Linked DNA regions of Anser cygnoides: region 2 is linked to region 1. A link is a contact called in public Hi-C data. All regions are on one chromosome and are shown on one strand. Each heading gives the region's core, a stretch centred on a gene start, on an enhancer-like site or on the middle of the called end of the contact. The rest is flanking DNA. Distances are from core to core; before and after follow the strand shown. Region 1 has its middle 67 kb from the start of PFKFB3. Region 2 overlaps TAF3 (TATA-box binding protein associated factor 3).

The links. A called contact is a pair of places that touch in the nucleus more often than the background predicts.
Region 2: a Hi-C map of liver shows a contact between it and region 1, with 10 times the contacts expected there. The contact joins two enhancer-like sites. A contact is called at or near these places in 2 of 7 Hi-C or Micro-C datasets (both in liver).

What each region holds. Positions count from the first base shown.
Region 1 is chr1:4,087,095-4,091,015 of Taihu_goose_T2T_genome, forward strand. No RefSeq gene overlaps it. Among named protein-coding and RNA genes, the nearest start is that of PFKFB3, 67 kb to the left of the region's middle. Within about 2 kb of position 1,762, at least 1 of the 3 cell types and tissues checked has open chromatin away from gene starts, as enhancers often do. A contact at or near this core is called in liver, where this site is marked.
Region 2 is chr1:4,689,733-4,693,653 of Taihu_goose_T2T_genome, forward strand. All of the region lies in intron 1 of TAF3 (TATA-box binding protein associated factor 3), which reads left to right. Among named protein-coding and RNA genes, the nearest start is that of TAF3, 5.6 kb to the left of the region's middle. Within about 2 kb of position 2,104, at least 2 of the 3 cell types and tissues checked have open chromatin away from gene starts, as enhancers often do. A contact at or near this core is called in liver, where this site is marked.

The DNA.
Region 1 (3,921 bases), core at 512-3,011:
TGACTTTTGAAAAATTACACAGAAAATGTCTTTATATACATATACATATATATATATATATTCTCCTATTTTAAAGTCGAGGTTTCCCACAAGACCTTAATTATTTCAATGTACAACTCTGTATAAACAAGCAGAGAAACAGGTTAGCAGAGAATTAGACCTCTCTCCTGCACCAGTGGAGGGGAAACGTCTCTGTCTGAGGGCTTCAGGCAGAGCTGGCATGTGTTTGCCAGAGCTGCTGAAGACATTCGAGTTTCACTTCACTGTGGGAACTTCGGCTGTGGTCGAGCCTGCCGTCACTGGCAACATCACATAGTTTTGATGCAAAGCTTTTACTCGCATGGAGAAATTTATTATTTTTTTCTTCTACAACTGCAGCCCTGGCTGGGGAAATGAAGGATGGGGCCTTTGCACGGCTCTGGTTATAACACTGGTTATGTCTGACCATGAGGCAGAAAGCAGACGTTTTCACTTTTCTATCTCTACTCCTTGTATGCAGCAGCAAACTGCAGCCCGCAGCGAGGAGGAAGTTGCTGTTTTAGATTTCCTTTCAGGTGCAGCCTCTTACGGCGTGACTCATTTTGTGTTTATCATTGACACATGACTGCTTCTTTCCTTCTTTCTTTCTTTCTTTCTTTTTCTTTCTTTCTTTCTTTCTTTCTTTCTTTCTTTCTTTCTTTCTTTCTTTCTTTCTTTCTTTCTTTCTTTCTTTCTTTCTTTCTTTCTTTCTTTCTTTCTTTCTTTCTTTCTTTCTTTCTTTCTTTCTTTCTTTCTTTCTTTCTTTCTTTCTTTCTTTCTTTCTTTCTTTCTTTCTTTCTTTTTCTTTCTTTTTCTTTTCTTTCTTTCTTTCTTTCTTTTTCTTTCTTTCTTTCTTTCTTTCTTTCTTTCTTTCTTTCTTTCTTTTTCTCTTTTTTCTCTCTCTCTCTCACTCTTTCTTTCTTTCTCTTTTTCTTTCTTTCTTTTTCCTTCTCTTTCTTTTTCTCTCTCTCTCTCTCGCTCTCTTTCTTTCTTTTTCTTTCTTTCTTTCTTTCTCTTTCTCTCCTTCTCTCTTTCTCTCTTTCTTTCTTTTCCTTCCCTCCTTCCTTCCTTCCTTCCTTCCTTCCTTCCTTCCTTCCTTCCTTCCTTCCTTCCTTCCTTCCTTCCTTCCTTCCTTCCTTCCTTCCTTCCTTCCTTCCTTCCTTCCTTCCTTCCTTCCTTCCTTCTCTCTTTCCTCATAGTTTGGTCTGAAATAACTAGCTCTTTAACTTCTGAGGATGTCTTTTGCAGCTGATGTGTATGTGAAACATAAAGAACCACGGCCAGGAGCTGACTCATCTCCACTTCCCATGGTTCTGTCTACACTGCACCACACCTAGGCTGAAGGCAGGACCAATGCTGCATGCACTAGCCAGAGTGAAGGAAAAGTTTGGCAATGAATTAGTGGGAGAGAAGAGGGAATGTGGATACAGTGCTTTTGGTCTACTCAAATCATGATATTTTCTGTGTCCTGTGGTAGCCATGGGACTGGGGGCCCTGTGGCATGGGGATCTCTTTGCTGTTTGACACTTCTCTGGACAAACTAAGAGCAAACCTTCATCCCCAAGCATGCACAGCCCCAAGGGAAAGAGGCAAAACTGTGCCCAGAGATGTAGAGGGACCCAAGAAGTCCAGATCTAAATGGTTTAGGCAGCCAGAAACTGCAGTCACTGCTATCAGAGCATGCCATCCCCTCTTCTGCTGCCCGTCCCCCTACCACGTGTGGCTCCTTCTCCCACTGACTCCTACATCTGCATGGCCTCGACAACATAACCCTCCGACAAGGTCTGAAGTGAGTGGATTCAGTTGCATCTCACATGCCTCGCTGCTCAGTCCCATGATTTTGCATTGTTGTTTCAGGTTCTTCTTCCTTTTTGTCCTCATTTTGCTCTTTTGAACCTTCTCTGACCTCTTATGGGGCTTATTTCTGCCTCATGCCAACTTCTGGTAGGCTCTGGAAGGCTGTTTCTCTCAAGGTTGATGGTGGATAAGTCAGGAAAGGTTGTCGTAATATCTTGTAAGCACATGTAGAAATATAAACTTTGATTAAAAAAAGAATTCAGGTGTTTGCAATTTCCTTTTTTGGCTGACTCTAAAGAAATCTCTGTCCCATTTTGAAGCACAGTGAAAACAAGGGGAAGCACCGGTTTTCTCGGATGCTTCATCATATCTGATATGTTGAAAGTGATTTTGAAATCACCCTAAACTGAGATCAAAGGCTTCTGCAAGGTAATAACTCTGAAGCCCAAATTAATGCAGTTCAGAAGATGGTTAATGATTAAATGACAACTTCAGCATTGAGTTCTCTGGTTCATTAGCACCATATGATTTCAGATTGCTCCAATATCTTGGTGGCCCTGAAATCCCAGCCATATCTTTCATTCCTGTAGCCCAACTGAAAAAAAAAAAAAAAAGCCATGGGAGATAATAGCAACATTTCTGATTGCTCTCTCTAGGAGAGAGCCAAACCACATGGCACACTGTGTATTACGACACGACGGGAAGGTTAAACCAGGACTTGACCGATCACAGATGGTCACCTGTCCATCTAAAAGGATCAGTCACCCTCAAGGGGCTTTGCAGTGTTTTTATTTAGCCCAGAGGGCATGCATCTATCTCGCCATGTGATTTTTAAGCTAAAATCGGCACCCCTAAAATTGTTGGAGGCTGTCCTCTCTTCCTTTGGATACTTACAGTGTTGGTGTCTTCATGTGAGCCTGATGTCTGAGCTCCTAAGTACTCACTGGACATCTAGGGTAGCTTTCAATTGCCTGGATGCCAATGTCTGCTGCCACCTTAGTCTCTGTGATCAATCCTGCCTGGTCTTCAGCTTCTGTGCTAGAAGAGCAGATGTCCCCTGTGTTCCTGTATCACATCTGTCAGTCTTGAGCAAGTGTCTCAGATACCTTTGGGCACTGCAAAAGTTTCCAGATGTTTAAGCACCTGTATCCTGCCCCTACTTGGTATCTAGATCTTGGGATCTAGAAAGCTAATTCCACGCATAAGTATCTAGGACCACTTGAAAGGCATCCTGTGTGGGTTCCAGGTGTCTCTCCAGGTACCCTGGTCTTCCACAGGTGCTGTGCAACATCTGAAAGTCCTTTCCAGATGTTTCAAGCATTCAAGGGTGTCTCAAATTGCAATAAATGTCTTTATGTTACTAAAACAAGCAATCAAATCAAGCTCCTGAATTTGTCCCCAGCCAGCTCCACCAGGCAGAGAGAACCAGAAGTGGGATTTTGGTGTCTGCTTGGAAGAGCTGGGCTCTGGATGAGTCAAGGAAGAGAGACTTAAGACAGCAAGAGACTGTGGTTATTAGTGAGAGCAGAAAGGAAGGGCAGGAAGGAAGTGGTCTGGCAGAAAAACAAGGAAGTCTCTACACTTGTCCTGTGTTTCCTTTCTCACTTGACTTGTTTTCTGTTTCAAACACTGTTGTTGGTAGCGCTGTAGACCACGCAGAAAACTGGGTGGTTTGGGCATTGCAATTACAAACTTCCTTCTTGCTAGTCTAATAAAAAGCCAAAGGAGAACATAGCACAAAGAACACTGCCCATGTTTGACACCTTCCTTATTTACCAGAGAGTCATCATCTTTGGTATTTAATGGTTCTGTAAAATTCTGAGGGGTTGCACTACAGTGTAAGTGATAAACGTGATAGAGACATGTTACGTAAAGGCTATAGTTTGAAGGCTGTGAAACAGGACCTGCTGGGCAGAAAAGCTGAAATCTCAGGTTTGGAGGATACAGAAATGTGAATCAGAGATGAGCCCGGGGAGTTACGCAGCTTGCAAAACATCCTGCCCTGACTGGGAAGTGGTCTTTCTTATCTCTGGCAGCCATTGTGGAGAGTACAAAATTAAATGAATAGCATAGCTCTTTGAGAACATGCAGGTGAAGATGCCTGCA
Region 2 (3,921 bases), core at 854-3,353, 600 kb after region 1:
CTTTCCACTAATCTGGGGGAGAAGCAGGCAGCGTTTTTAAAAGTTGGATGCGAAGCGGTGTGCAGTGCCTGAGCCAAATAGGAGCTCTCTGTGAGGACATCACAGGAGACAGCACAGAGAGCTCGGAACAGCGGGGCTACGGGTGAGAAAGGAGCTAGCCTGGGCTCGGCCAGAGCTGCCCCTTCCCCTGGGGTTGGTGTAAATTCTGGGCTGATGCTGTGTTGGTGGATCGGTGCTGGTGTAGGAGGTGAGCTGGGGAGCAGCATTGCCTCCCAGGCGCGGCTGACTCTGCCACAGGTACTGCAGCTCTTGTAACCCCGGGAGGAAAAGGTGCAGAGGCGGTGGAAATCCATCTTTGACCTTTAGTTGCTTGAGGAATTGGAAATACTCGGTGGGAGTCAGTGGAAATAAAATGTCCCCTCTTGCTCTGGGTGCCCCAAAAAGGGGGGAAGGAAATCTTTTTTCCCCTCTGTGCATGAAGAAGGAAGACACATTACACACATACGTGTATATGTGTAATTTAGTGAGGAGGGGAATATGTTTTCATGTCAGCAATACAGGATTTCTTACATTCTCTCTCAAAATGATTCCTGCGTTTCTTTCTTTAAAAGGTTTGTGACAAGACCTCTTAACGCTCAGCTGATGTCTCACGGCTTCTTCAGAATCCTCTCCTTTCGCTCCTAAAATAAGTTACCGTACAAACCCAGCTCGGGATGAATGAGCAGAATTTTGCCATGGTTTTGCAGAAGTGGCATTAATTAAATCCCAATTGTAGCAGCCCCATTGTCGGCGCGTTATCTCGGAGTCAGACTGGTTGGGTTCGAGTTAGCAGGGTTGTCAGCTGGGGGGACGTAATCTTTGTATTCAAACGGGGATGGATTTACCCCGACGTAGCTGAGACCGTGTGGTATTGCTCTGAGAAGCATGTCATCGCTGCTCACGCGGTTTCTCAGCTCCGAAAGGAAGCGACGGCTTTCCCAGCTGTGTTAGATCTTTGTTCCAGCTGTTACATCCCATTAGGAGAGCTGCGTCCAGGATTTTCAGTGCTTTTCTGCTGTTGTTTCTTTGCATTTGCGGTAGCTGCGGTTGACGGGAGCTTCCGTGGCCGTGAATAGAAGGCAAAAGGATTTGCAAAGCGGCCTCGAGGGGTTTGATGCTGCGAAATGCCTCGGAATATCTGTGCTGGGGGCGGAGGAGAGGGGGAACTTACAGGGGGGAAAGTAAGGGTTGCCTTCGTCTTGTGCTGTTTATTTTTGTTGAAAGCTTATGAGAGGAAATTATTCACTATTCTGTGTGCCTCCCATACATGGCTATACACTAAAATGTTTGGAACACGGTGCTGGGATATGTAATTAAGGCATCGGAGCTACCAAACAAGCTGACCTTGTGTGGTTTCTGAGAGCCAGGATGCCCGTTTTTACCCTCGTTATGTTTTAGGGAGAGGATCCCTGCCGCGTGCTGCTGCTTTTTGCACCCAGGGTCCACGGGGGCTCGCAAGAAGTGGCAGCGCAGGTGGGGCTTTGACTTAACCGCTGTGATTTCCTAGTTGTGCAGGGGTAACCATCCCGTGAAGGCAGCCGTGTTTGCTGTGAGTTTAGCTAACAGCTTGGCAGCAGAGCAGTTGGTCGTGGACGTGTAGAACGCGGCTTGTTCTGCCTCCCAGCCTCGCACAGCCAGTCCAAGAGTCCGGTTGCCACCGTGTTTGTGTGAGCAATGTTATTGATCGGACAGACGAGGACAGGAGTCGTGATCTCTGCCCCCAAAAGCCTGATTTTTTTTTTCTATTACGTTGCTTTAAAGAGCAACCAGATTGCTTAGCTTCAGTCACTGAGGACACTGGGGCATGTTGCAGCAGAGGTGTAAAGCTGTGTGAGGTAACGGAACACATTTACCCCTGGTTTTATAAACAGGACAAATTTAAATTGCACTCCTAGTTTTAGCAGCAGATAATGAACTACCTTGGAGGTGTTCTGGATGTAGAAGCGAGTTTTTCACCAGTCTTTCCCTGGATTTCCCATGCTGAACAAATCCTTGGATATGCTCTGGCTTCTTTCTGCTGAAATTTGCAGGAAGCAAAGATTAAAAGTTTGGTTTCGTATCACGTGAATATATTTTTTAAAGACTATTTTTATATGACCATGAAAGAATTTATGAATATAATACCCATCTATTTTAACACATTAAATTTTTATATTAATAAAACATGTATTTATGAAGGCAGAGTGTGATCTGATGAGCACAACGTTGTCTTAGAAGGCGAAATGACAGATCTTGCAAAATGTTTTGCCAAGATAGAGCTGGCTCAAAAACTGCTCTAGTTTTCCTTGCGCTGTCTCCTGTAAAGGAAAACTGAACTTCGTTACGGCAAATCTCTGCTTTGGAGAGTGCCAACAGCAGGCTGATCTTTTCACTGGAATTAACGCAGCGGAGAGGATTGACCTGGCATCAGCCAAATTTACCGTGTAGATTTTTTCATTTTTTACATACTTAGAAGAGTGAAATAATTTTAATAACCTCAATCAAATAATAGTAACCTCAACCAAAGCATTAGGTCTTGGTGCTCAGTTTCAGTGAGCTGATTCCCTGCTCAGATGTTGAATGTTGTAACCAGTATCTGTTCAGGGCCTGTAACACTTGTTATAAGCGTACCTCTTCACATCCTGATAACCTTAAATTCTGATGTTTTTAAACTAATTAACTTGCTGGCTACCAATGAAGGCCAACTTGATTTTTTTTTGCTTGACATTTATTACCAGGAAAAGGAGCAGACTCTGAGCAGCCGTAGCAAGAAATTTCTTTTGCCTGCTTGGTAAAACTACATTAATAAGGCTCTTTTTCCCCAGTTAAGTGCACTCAAACGAGGCGTTTATATCTACTAAATAATCTGCTGTGTGCTTCTGGCTGTTCCTGTGGATACTGGATTGAAGTGGTGAGTTGTCTGCCCGAGTTACCCAACTGTCAGCGCAGGTACAGCACAGTTTAATGCATGGCAGGGCCTTGCGACTTGCTGCAGCACAAGGAGTCTGTGAGGGAGCTGAGGAGCTGTACCTAAATAATCCCCTGCTTAAAAACGAAATAATCTCTCTTTGATACCAGCCATGAGGGTGAACGCTGAGCTATTTATAATAGGCTGCACGTGTTGCACGGGTAGTGACTCATGAGTTCTTCTCAATGCATTTATTACAGAGCTGCAGTTTCTCCCTGCTTAAAAAGAAAAAAAAAAATAGGCATGAAACCAAAAGCTCTCTGTCCTGTCCTTACTCACTCGTTAATTTTTCACTGACTGGCATGATCTTTGGGCCTCGGATGGGCAGGTGGAGGCAGGACAGAAGTAAGCCAGCCATCGGCCCTTCTTGAGGCTGAACTGATGGAAAGCACAGGAGTATTTCCCCGTGCCAGCCCCTGTAGTTTCTTTGGACACCGTGGATAATCTGTCGGCTGGTTGGCCGTGGGGCCGAATTAACTGCAGGTGACACGGAGCAGCGGGGCTGAGGACTGGAAAACTGCCCGCCTGCCCTGGTTCTGCTGCTTCCCCGCAGCTCCCGTGCTGGTTTGGGATCCGCTTCTGCGTGCAGATCCCTCCTCGCCCGTTGTTCACTTGTGCATAATGAGGCCGAGGGTAAGGTGACTGCGTGGCCCTTCCTGCAGCTTCCTGACGAGCTGGTTTTGGGCTGAATGCACTTTATTCAGCTCTGCTGGTTGTCACAGCTGGATCAGTTTCAGAGTGCAGTTGCCGCTTAGGAGGACAGTACAGCCTAAAAGCTTGTGAGAACGATGCTCCCCTGGTTCCCTCTTCTTTGGGTAAGGAGGAGAGTTGTCTTGCTGCCTGAAGCATTCCCACCTGCTTCGTTCTCTTCCCAGTCCTGGAGAACGGGTATTATTTGAAGTGTTGTAACAGGGAGCAGCGTGAGGCTGGCACTT